Linked DNA regions of Mus musculus: region 1 is linked to region 2. A link is a contact called in public HiChIP or PLAC-seq data. All regions are on one chromosome and are shown on one strand. Each heading gives the region's core, a stretch centred on a gene start, on an enhancer-like site or on the middle of the called end of the contact. The rest is flanking DNA. Distances are from core to core; before and after follow the strand shown.

Region 1 (2,700 bases), core at 142-2,641, 270 kb before region 2:
GCACTGGCTTAAATCACTAATTTCTCAGTTCTAATGTTTAAGGATGAAGAATTTATACAACTGCCCCCAGTACCGTCATCACTCATAGCACCAGCAGCAACTATTTCCAAAGAAGCAGTAAGTAGTCTAGAGGAACCTCTCCCCAGGTATCTGGAAGGGCACTGGGGCCACAGCATCATGCATACCACAGAACACTACAAGAGTCTTGCTGCTATCCAGACAGGAATGCAGGCTGGACTCGAGCGATCTTATGGCCGCTACCTCTTCCCCTCAACTGTCCCGAAGTAGAGGGGGAAAGTCCGCACCCTGCTGGAGCAACCCAAGCATGGAAGTCTAGAGCTAATTACACTATAGGCAGATCCTTAGTTTTATGTGTTAAATGCAAATAGTTCCCACATGTTATCTAGTTTACATGGGCTTCTGATGTCAGGAAATACAAGCAGGAAAGCAATTAAAGTTTCAGAAAAAGACACGTAAATAGGACATTTCTGTGCCCACTTCTCCCATTTGGGCCAAGTAATTTGGGGGAGGTGAGAAAGCACAAGCAAACAGTAGGAAGGTCACTGGGGGGGGGGGGTGGGTGGCTGGGGACAGATGAACTGTGTGTGACAGGTCCACCGTAGGCTCATCTGTGATCCTGTGGCTGGGCTGGCACTCAGAAAGGGATTCCATGCTTGTTTGTATCTCCATCTTTATTACCAAAGCAGTCGTACAGGTCTGAGTCTGTGGCCCCTGTCTCGTTGCTTTCCTTTGGGGAAGGTGGAGCACGTTCACTCTGAATGTAGTTCAAGCTTTCCTGGAACTCAGGCCAGTTCTACTTCCTCACCAGCCTCGACAGGGATTACAGGCTCAACACACATGCACGCACACACACACATGCACACACACACACGTGCACACACACACGTGCACACACACACACACACACTGAGCCTGGCTTGTGGCCATTAGTTTGATTAAGAAGCTCAAAGTAGATGCTTGCAGAATTTAAACTGTTTGTGACCAAAGCCTAAAGTGTTGTTTTATATCCAGATCCTCCAGGCCAAGTCCCAGGAGACCTCACAGAACAGCAAGGCTGATTCCAAAGGAGCCTAAGGATCCCTTGAAGGTGGCGCTCCCTCTCTTCAGTCACTCCGCTCAGCAGTGGCGTCCACAAAGGAATTCCAGCTAAGACTGTCTGGCTTGAGATAAAGGATCAGCCATTAAGTCGTTGGAGGCCTTGTGACCATCCCAGAGATGCAAGCAGTGACACCAAGTTCAGGCCATTTAGAGAAGCTTAATTACAGTCCATCTCTACTGTATAATTTTGTCATCTTACTAAACGTTGCATAAAGACACTCCCACCAAGTTGTGTTCGAATGGCTTCCTGTTTGTGTGAACTTGGGGAGGGGACTGAGCAGGGGTGGGGGTGGGGCTGTGGTTTCTAGGCAAGCACTGGCATTGAGCTGTATGTATTCCCCTGCCCTTTCTTTCACTTTTGTAAATGGCAAGGTAAGATCGGAATTGCCCAGGCTAGCCTTGAATTTTCAGCCTCCCTCACCGCATCTCCCAAGTAGCTAGGATTATGTAGACTTTATGTTACCAGGCCCAATTGGATGTGGACCTTTTAAGAGGAAATATATTTCACAATGGAGTCAGCTTGGCACCTTAAATACCTCTCTCTGCCTCCTGTGGCTTGGAATTGTTAGCCAGAACATGGAGACTCCCCAAACCACCTTTAAGAGCACCTGGCCGGCCTTTGTAGAGGGACTCCTCAGTAGAACAGTACCGTGCCCGAGGACCAGGACGGACGTGCTTCCCAGGAAAGCACAACTTCTTAGAGAAGTTAAACAGATAGTGATGCTGGAGGGACTGTCCCGTCAGAAGACCACTAAATCCTGCAGAGGGTCAGTGTCTGGTTCCCAGCACCCACATGGTCGCCACGACCAATTTCTAACTCCAGTTCTACAGAATCCAGCAACCTCTTCTGAACTTCACAGGTACCATTCATGGTGCACACACACACACACACATATATAAACAAAACACTTATATGCCAGACCGTGGTGGCACGTACCTTTAATTCAAGCACTCTGGAAGGAGAGGCCGGTGGCTCTTTGTGAGTTGGGAGTCCAGGCTGGTCTACAGAGTGAGTTCCAGGACAGCCAGAGCTACACAGTGAGACCCTATCTCGAAACAAACAAGACACAGACATCTCCACCCACTTCCCAGGCCTTGAACTCAGGAGTGCTGGGATTATAGGTGTGTGCCACTACCACATAGCCAATGAACTCCTTAATCATCATTCAAGCAACTGGACTACACCCCAGCCCAGAGCATGTACCTCCTCAAAATGCTCCCTAGTCATGGAGGACCAGTCCCACCCAGTGTGCTAATCAACTGACTTCTGTAGGCTGTGTTCATACACCACTCTGGGAAGCTGCCATTGCTCTAATCTAAGGTATCTCACAATACAACTTCCGTCTGGAAGTGGTGGGTTTTTAAACTTAGTGCATACTATAGATGTGTAATATGGGAAAGGGATTAGCTACTTAACTGGCTTAATCCTCTCATCTCCCTGATGCACGTGGATTCCTTCTGGCCTTCTCAATGAGCAAATGGAAGTAGTTAAGTCATGGAGTCTGGCCATTGAGGACTCCACCTGTGCCCCGACCCACCCCACTCCCATCCCCCATTTTACTTTTTTGGAGACAGGGTATC
Region 2 (2,700 bases), core at 70-2,569:
AAAGCCACTGGGAGCTACTTTCAGATTCCCTCTTATGGTCACTTTAATTAAGTAAATAACCCAAAAGTTTTAGGAAAATGGCCAACGTGAAAAGTCCAGGGGGCCTCAGCTACCTAAAGGTTCACAGTTTCTTCCATGTGGTCTGGAAAAGGGACCCTTTTAGATACAGCAACAGGAGAAGCTCTGCTCGCCAAGGAAAGAGAAGACGAGCCTAGACTCCATGGTGGCTGTCAGCCAGCAAAATCCCACAAGGATTGTGATTTGCATTCCAGGCCTTGTCCTTCGAGCCTTGCAGTAAACAGCACAGCAGCTCCCTTGTACATTAGCTCAGAAATATTGACTCCCTCTCCATCCTTCTGGGAGCTCTCGGTGTCTAGAGGCTTCTTTTGGGTCACAGGCGGTCTCTGCCTTCCTCGGGAGGTTAAAGGGTTCAGCTCTTCTTTTATTACCAAAATGTGAATCCCATAATCACATTGCTCCCACTGTTGAGTTAGCTGACCCCGCGAATCGACTGTTTTCATCAGAGAGATACCGTGAGCTACAATGGTATTTAGAGTGACGCAATGCCAAACCGAGGGAAAAGAGCATTCAGAAACAGTTACTGATACAAAATCATCTGGGCCTTTGGGAAGGGGAGAGAAAGCTCACGGCTTCCTCAGCCAGGGACCTCCCTAATAGTACAGGCTGCAAGCTCATTCTGGGGTAATTGTAGAGGCCTTGCCTGCCTCCTCCTGCCTACAGTTTCAACAGGCTCCTGTTCTCTGCCTCAGCTTTCAGCACACACCCAGGCAAACACACAGATAGATGCACATCCGCACCGACTCTTCAATGGCAGGTAGAGTCTGCACTCACCATCATTCCTGTTAGCACACTGACTTTACAAGATTAACCTCAAACCGACAGTTTAATTCCTGGGATTTTTTGACCTACTATGTGTATGTGTGCGCGCAAATGTTCAATTCACTTGGCTGTGTTAATTACAGATGAGTGAGCCCTACCGCAGTCTTCTTTACCAGTTTAGTGATACAGTTTGGGGACCAATTTTAAAGTCTTTGAGAAAGGATAGATGCCAAAGTGCCCTGTTTCCCACTAATCCACAGTGAGCAGCTTGCAAACCATGTCTAAAATTGTCCTCAATTCCAAGTTCTTTCTATACAATCAACCTCTCCAATATAATAATTCTAAAACCTTTTCTTGATCTCTGCTTTTAATAAAGTACATTTAGAGAGGATATGAATTCCAGATTTGATTTCAGACTCTGGGGATGTATATTCCTCTTCTGGAACGTGTATATCCGGTCCTGGGGTGAAAAGGGGCGGAGGGAGAGAGTGTGTGTTTCCACAGCATAACAAACATTCCTTGTATGGCTTGTGCTGTTTACACACTCAGCACATAGGGGAGAGGCAAAGAAGCCTGGGATAATGTTAGAGTCAGGTAAGGAATACTCTGCTGGTGCCGGGTGCCGGGTGCCGGGTGCCGGGTGCCGGGTGCCGGGTGCCGGGTGCCGGGTGCCGGGTGCCGTTGCCAACCTCTTTCTCTTGCTAATGTTTGGAGTTTTGTTTTTGGGTTTGGTTTTTTTTTTTTTTTCCCCTGTAGATGAATAACAACTACAGCGAATAAAGGATCCAGTGGATTCAGTTTTAGGTGATACTTGAGAAAGGGAGAAGGAAAGGGAAAGGGAGAGGGAGAGGGAGAGGGAGCGAGGGAGAGAGGGAGAGAGGGAGAGAGGGAGAGAGGGAGAGAGGGAGAGAGGGAGAGAGGGAGAGAGGGAGAGAGGGAGAGAGTCAGATAGACAGACTTTGTTTGATCACTGTCCTATCAATTCCTAAGCACTTTTGGCATAATGACTGGAATCTCCCCACCCCTAGGTATGACCTTGCCAGAGACCGGATTCCAGTCGTGGGATTCTCCTGCATAAAGGCTGGAAGAAATGATCTGGGCTGCTGAGCACAGGAAGCAGAAGGTGTGCTTCTGACTCATAACCCCCTCCGCTCGAGTGTGTCAGAGCATCTCCTGTGGAGTTGGAGAGATGCAGCCAGCTGGAGCTTGGGGCTAGGATAGGAAGCTTTGTCTCCTGTGGTGGGCTTGCTACCCAGGTGCCTTTGAATCATATAGCTCAGGGTTGACTCCTGAGTGTGACAAACAGAGATAGTAACTTAAATCTGCCGGCTTGTGGTTCAAATGAGCCCTGTCTTGTACTTGAAAAGGAGGTTAGGTGATGGCCTGGAGTTGCCAAAGCAGACACCTCAGTATAGGAGGATTCTCAGAGACAGTCTGATTTGTCCTCTGAGACCCCACGCCACTGTGTCGTGGAAGACAAACTTAGTTTTCTAGTCTCGTTTCCATCTCATGTTCCGGAACAGATTTCTTTGGATAATTTTATCTCTTTTGGAGAAATGCTGGTCTTTTAGATGTCCATGTCTCCCTTTCTTCATCGGGGTGGCCCCTGGGCATATAACAGAGAGGAGCAAGCTTGCTTCCATACGGTATTTCCTGATTACCCTCTATGTCTGATGGAATGTGGCTGGTCAGCTCTCCCTGGACCAGTGACTGTATGTCCTGGCCGTTGGCATTCAGCCAGGGTCTGTTCTAAAGCCTATTGTTGGATCGCTTGTGGTTCTGAGTCAGAGCCCAGGTTCCTTTTTTCCCTAATTCCTCTCCTCCTTAACCAAATCCCAGCCCTGGTTCAGTGGGCTGCTG

Evidence for each region. HiChIP or PLAC-seq counts read pairs in DNA pulled down with a chosen protein or histone mark.
Region 1: a contact with region 2 is called in an H3K27ac HiChIP or PLAC-seq map of embryonic stem cells, with 7 times the contacts expected there. The contact joins the enhancer-like site here to the promoter of 5430421F17Rik in region 2. A contact is called at or near these places in 1 of 39 promoter capture datasets (the C10 cell line), 3 of 484 Hi-C or Micro-C datasets (bone marrow-derived macrophages, embryonic fibroblasts and gonadal supporting cells), 4 of 115 datasets of contacts at active chromatin or transcription factors (all in embryonic stem cells) and 3 of 9 other capture datasets (adipose tissue, liver and pancreatic islet).

What each region holds. Positions count from the first base shown.
Region 1 is chr8:25,577,137-25,579,836 of GRCm38.p6, reverse strand. It overlaps Letm2 (leucine zipper-EF-hand containing transmembrane protein 2), which reads left to right. Exons shown (of 11, transcript NM_001364069.1): 10 at 43-117; 11 at 1,033-1,347. The coding sequence ends at 1,095. Among named protein-coding and RNA genes, the nearest start is that of D830025C05Rik, 18 kb to the left of the region's middle. Within about 2 kb of position 1,391, at least 49 of the 459 cell types and tissues checked have an H3K27ac peak or open chromatin away from gene starts, as enhancers often do. A contact at or near this core is called in embryonic stem cells, where this site is marked.
Region 2 is chr8:25,304,889-25,307,588 of GRCm38.p6, reverse strand. 5430421F17Rik (RIKEN cDNA 5430421F17 gene) reads left to right here and starts at 1,319. Exons shown (of 3, transcript NR_040352.1): 1 at 1,319-1,434; 2 at 1,869-1,963.